2 separate regions of the Anas platyrhynchos genome follow, and region 2 is linked to region 1. A link is a contact called in public Hi-C data. All regions are on one chromosome and are shown on one strand. The core of a region is the stretch at or near the end of the contact, and the rest is flanking DNA. Distances in the headings are between cores, read along the strand shown.

The links. A called contact is a pair of places that touch in the nucleus more often than the background predicts.
Region 2: a Hi-C map of liver shows a contact between it and region 1, with 4 times the contacts expected there. The contact joins two enhancer-like sites. A contact is called at or near these places in 2 of 8 Hi-C or Micro-C datasets (liver and skeletal muscle).

The regions. Positions count from the first base shown.
Region 1 is chr2:54,534,583-54,537,529 of IASCAAS_PekinDuck_T2T, forward strand. No RefSeq gene overlaps it. Among named protein-coding and RNA genes, the nearest start is that of GATA6, 77 kb to the right of the region's middle. Within about 2 kb of position 1,434, at least 4 of the 8 cell types and tissues checked have an H3K27ac peak or open chromatin away from gene starts, as enhancers often do.
Region 2 is chr2:54,570,020-54,572,966 of IASCAAS_PekinDuck_T2T, forward strand. It overlaps LOC110351836 (a long non-coding RNA gene), which reads left to right. Exons shown (of 3, transcript XR_002399816.4): 3 at 1-467. Among named protein-coding and RNA genes, the nearest start is that of GATA6, 41 kb to the right of the region's middle. Within about 2 kb of position 1,397, at least 2 of the 8 cell types and tissues checked have an H3K27ac peak or open chromatin away from gene starts, as enhancers often do.

The DNA.
Region 1 (2,947 bases), core at 184-2,683:
AAGAAGACTAAAATGCTCTTAATCTATGCGAGTCAGCAAACACACCTTGCATGTTCACAGCCAGGAGCCATTTGCCCTTGGCTCATGCCAGAATAGGCAAAAGCGGTTCTCTTTTTTTTTTTTTTCCTCCTAATTTTTCATTCCAGGAATTTCTGAAGTTTCCAAGCCATCGGGCTCTAGTTAAATTAAAACCTGGTCTTCCTTTTGGTGAATACTTTGTGTAATTGGCAGTATTTGTGTGGGTTCCGGCCTCATCTTGGATCACTTTGTTTAAACGTTGGGAGCCTACATGTATTACAGAGAACCTGCATTAATGAAGTTGAAGAGATGTGTCTTCTAATTGCAGCCATGAGACTGGGATTTGTTAGATATGATTTTTGAGAGTTTTCTGGGAGTCTTCACCCAAGCCACTTAATTTGTGTTTCCTCTCATTCCTGTATGTAAAATGAGGAAAAAATAATACTTGATGGTACTAGAAGAGATCAGCTAGTGTATGCAAAAAAGCCTAGAAATAAATAAATGAGCTCCTGAGCAGCTAACATGCCTCCCCTGCCAGCTCCTTGCATGGTGGTATACCAGCTGTGTAGTGGTGTCAGACCTTTTTCTGGTGGAAAACTAAAACCCAGCTCTAGTGCTAGCTCACAGGCCTGCCAAAGACCAAACAGGCACAAAATGGACTATTGTCTTCCACCTCCCAAGCAGTGGGAATTATTAACTTATTAATTAACTAGTAATCACATACAAATATATATTTTATTATAGTTAACAAGTAACAGTCGTTATGTTTTAAAGCACCTGGTGGAAGAAATCCGCGTTGGATAAAGGAAGGGTGACGAAGTGCCAGCTCTGGACGTCCTTGGGTTTCGGCCTCGTGGTGCTGCGGTGTTGGGTGAGCTGCCAGAGGGTGTCACTGCACGCGTTACGGAGAGGGAAGGACGAGGTGGGGAAAGGGAATAAAAGTTCAAGTGTAAATTTCAGTTTCATTGTTAAGCTAGAGATAAATACAGAAACATCGATGAATCAAATCCTCGCTTTCCTGGAGAGTACAAGCATTTCCTGGAGATGCTTAATTATATTGAAATGCTTAATTATATTTATTTATTTATATGTTTGTTTTTTTTTTTTTTGTTTTTTTTTTTTTTCAAATAAATATCCCAGCTGTTCAGGACCAGATCCTCTGATATAAAAAGTCGCATTACTGCTGACTTCCATACCCATTCTGTCCCTGAGTTGTTTCCTAATGCTGAATGTTGTACACAGCGTGAATAACGCTGGTTTAAAAAAAAAGAGAGAGAGAAAAGAAAAGAAAACCAGAGCAGGCTTTCCTCAAACCCTTCAAAACCTCCTGTATGAAACTCTTGGTGTTTGCAGACCTCAGTGCCGAAGGTCGCTCTGGCTGAGGGCGCCCATCTTCCCCTGCCAACTCGCCGGCCCCACGGGCAGGCTGGCTGTGGAGTTGGGCCCTCGCAGGCCTCTGCCACCAGAAGATGCCCGTGTACACGCTCAGCCAGCCCAAAATACACCAACCTTGCCGGCTCTGGGCTGTTTACGTGATGTACATTACTACCTCGCGGTGCCTGCACTTTTGGAGAGGCCTCTTCCCCGCAGCCCGTTGCCAAGGCCCGCGCTGTCTCCGTGCGTGTTATCGCGAGGATGACAGTTTAAACAGGGCTTATCGCTGTGTATTCAATCAAGGTTTATGAGGGCTGATAAAGATGTCACCTAGTTGCTTTGTGTGTTCATTAAAACACTATTCCTCGGTAGGACTTTGCTGTATTATGTTGTTTTGTGTTTTTTTTTTTTTTTTTTTTCCTTTTCTTCACCGATTTTAGCTACCTTCTGAGGAGAGGTGTATGTGTACGAAGGGGAGGTGCCGGGCTTGCTTTAGCACCAATATTTCTGCAGGGAAGAATTAAGAAAAAAAAAGTAATTTGGTTGACCCAACCCTATCTGCATTTAATATCTCGTGTTATCAGAATTGCTTATTTAATAATTCAGTACACTTTTCCTAGGTTTAGCTTGCCCGTGGCAGTAAAGTGATATGTGTGTGCTTTATCTCCTGTGCTGTGCTGTGGCTGCAGCTCGGGGGGGGGGGTGCTGCTTGTCCCCAGGGATGCTCGGACGTTCCTCACCGCTCACTGCACGCAGATCCACTCCTCTCTTCTCCTGATGCATGGGAACGGTGTACTTGCGACACAGAAACGTAAACCTGCTTGGTGAATTGCTTCAGTTGCAAGTCAAAGCCTGAGGAATGATTGCTAGAAACAAATAGATACTTATATAAAATGTATTGATAATTTTCACGTTATCCGGATATGATGAACAGTAATAGAAAATGGACAAAATATATTTTATTTTCTTGTGTTCTAAGCTTTGTTTCTTTTCCCTTCTTTCCTTATTTTTTTTTCCTTGATCCATATCCTTTTCCCAGCTATAGTTTAGAAGCACACTGGCCTAATTGTATCTGGTAACACTTCCAGAGTTCTGCCGATCTTCAGAAAATCTCATTTTTACAGTAAGCAGAAGTTGTTCTGTTGCATTTTTTGTTGTTTGAGTAAAATTTGTTGTAAAACAAAGCAGATACACAAAACCATAATGAAAAATGATTAGTTGCAGCTGTTTGCTGTGTTATATAAGAAGGGAATGTCTAAGGGATCTATTGGCTAAAAAAAAAAAAAAAAAAAGTTGAAAATATCTAACAGACTCAGGACCCTAGCTCAGTCAGAAATCAGTTGAAATTAAGCCTGCGTGTTTAAGCTTTTTTTTTTTTTTTTTTTTTTTTTAAATGGGAAGAAACTGAATATCCAGTTGATTCCTTAGAGCCCCAGGCCACGGCAATTTCTTGTTGTTTATGGTGCAGCATATTGTATGCAGCCCTCTCTGTATCCTACAAACTTTGTGAATACTGATAGCTGTCAGCATTTCGCAAATGATTCTTTCACTTTTG
Region 2 (2,947 bases), core at 147-2,646, 35 kb after region 1:
TATAAATATCTGTGAGTTGGTGCTTTTTCAACTGGTGCAATTTCTATAAACCATATGCTGCGTTTTGTACTGTTGTTTAATATATTAACTGAGAAAGTACCTCAGGACATGTCTGGAGCATGTGTACCAGCCCAGTCCAGAGCTAGGCACGTTTAGAAGGGCTTGTCACCTTGGACCCAGCGTGGCTTGGACTCTTCCTATAGCCAAGATGGTTCATGTCAGTCAAGAGGAGGATCTTTGCTCTGCAGGCACTCCTTCAGGGAAAAATCACCTTGCTTAAAGTAGTCTAGATGTGTGGGGGCCTTTCCACGGAGGGAATATTTTCTACCGTAACATGTTCCTAATGAGCTCCTCATCTTCCAGAGCAGCAGATTCTCTGCCAAAGCTGTGTAATCCACTTCAGACTTAGCTCTGGGGTTTTCTGAGCACAGTGCCTCCTCTGGGAGGAGAATGGCCGCAGAACCTTAATTAAGTGGCTCCTTATTTATTTATGTGTGTATTTATTCAGACTACACATCCATTCACATTGTATTCATTGAGCTTTCAGTCAAATCCTAAGTCATTGTCTGCCTGCACACAAGTATTTATCTAAAGGTACGGGTTTAAACTGATTAACTCAAATCGGTGCAAGCTCCTATGTAGGCACCAATATTGGCTTAATACCTTACACAGAAGTACTCAGAAGTTGGCTAAGGTCTTGTACAGATCCTCTTCTTTGAGAGTAAAGTGTTTGCACAGTGGCAGGACTTAGCTTTACTGGGTTGTACAACGGGTGAGTTAAACTGGTACTGTGCTGAGGCGCATGAAGTCCCTGCGTCTGGGGGAGCTTGAGAGGAAGGACCTTGCGAAGTGAGTGGGAAACTGCCTTCTTGGTAGTGGAGGCTGACTTTGTTCTTTCCAAACTTTCAGCACGATAACACAATTTCAGACCAAGGTGAGCAAAAGCGGCTGGTCCACTCCCGTGTGTCCTTGCCCTGTCAGGGAGCAAACTCATTTGCTTTGCAAAGAACCCGCAGATGCCTGGAAGTGGAAAGGGGGTAGAAACGCACCCGTTCTGCCCCGCTGCAAACGAAATACACACTCTTTTATTTATTTATTTATTTATTTTTGCCTTTGGGGTTGTTTTCCTGCTTGGGTGTATTCAGGCTGCCTCCTGAGTAATTTAATCCTCCTCACCCACGGGAGAGACGGGAGTTGCAGAAGCACCCAGCTTTATCAGCCGCGTTTCTTCCCTCCGCTTATCAACAAACGAACTCCCAGTTGGCTTTGTTTGACTTCTCCGGTTTATTGGATTTGCTGCTTCCCTTCTTCATTTTCATATTAAAGGCTGACGCGGGGCTGTGATCCTGCCACCGCTGCCTCCAGCCCGAGCGCTGATACTCGGGGCTCTAATTGCTCAGCTGCCTGATGTAATCACCAGGAGCTGCAGCGTGTGTGTGTGTCGCTACAGGCACTTCATATTTTCTCCCCAGCCAGATTAAAAAAAAAAAAAAAAAGAGTCAATTGGCTCTGGGTCTGTCAATAGTGACTAATCAGGTGCTGTACAATTAATTATGAAGGGGTGTCATTTTAAAACAATTCTGAGGTGGGAAAGAACAGGCCCGGGCCCTTTACCTGCTGGCACTGTTTGTGTTGCTAAGCCAATCCAGGCTGCGTCCTCTATTTCATTTACCTTTTAAACTATTGCCCCCGCATAAGTAAACACTTTCTATAAAGTGTATGTGCATGCATGTGTGTAAGTGGGTGGAGGGTGATCTGGGAAGCTATCCACCCTAGAAAAGATATTAATAATGGAGGAAGAAAAAAAAAAAAAAAAAGAGCATAATTTGGCAGTAATTTCTGAAGAACAGCAGAAGATAACAGGTGGATGAAACAGCAACAGCACAGATGAAGCTGAGTGCCTGTAACCTGAGTTGCTCTTAGATGGGGGGACAGGAGCTGTCCCCATAGGGATGGGCGTGCAAATGTGGGACTGGCCCCAGCTCCTCGTGCTGGGCTCTCTTGGTGGCCACAGGCCCCATGTGCTGGGGCAGCATCTCCCTTCCCACCTCAGCGGGCTCTCCCAGCTTCTCTTGGTGGTGGCCAACATCTCCTGCCTGCTTGCCAAGAGACAGGCAGGTGAGGGTGGGATGGTGCTCCTCCTCTCCATCTGGCTGGCAGTCATGAAATGTCCCTTGAAAGCCACACTGCTTCTTCAAGGAAGGTGAAACGGGTGTGGGGAAAAAAAGAAATGCATCCACAGAAACGACAAAACCTTTCGGTATTAACGCAGAGGCAAGGTGGCGATGTTAAATGCTGGTGTCGAGCCAGTTCAAGACTTGGGGTGGCAGAAGAGAGAGGCAGGAAAGGCAGAAGGGGAGGTGCCCATTTGGAGTGCCTCCGTGAAGTGCTGACCTCAACAGGCATCTTCTGGGCATGGGTTGTGTGGTCTGATACAAGGAATTGGAAGTACCCTCTCAAATTGTTTTGCTTCCTAATCTGAAAGCTACAAAATGCCATTTGCTGAAAATCTCTGCCTGGGGTGCTTGCAATTCTGATCATTCATAGGCATGAGAAAAAGGTAAATTCTTGTGTGTGTGTGTAATTGCTAACACTGGTTTTTGCTAGAACAAATGTAGAGTTATGTGGGACAGTCCGGATAGACAAGTGATTTACTAGAACATAATTTAGGAAGAAAATTCCAAGGTACACCATATTTCGCTTTGAACTTTTCAAAATTAAGCTTGTTGGCTTTAATTTTTATTTTTCCAAATTCTGCTTCTTTTTCACTCCATCAGCTAACGTACTTCAAATGAAAAGATTCATTAAAGATTGAGCAAAACATTCGATTAAAATAGGTGTATATTTTATTTTGTCAAAAGACTTCTAAAACTTTATTTAAAGTCATTTTCACAGCTTTGCATCTATCTCGGTGTCATTGCTGACAGCTTCCTCCCTCCCCCAGTCT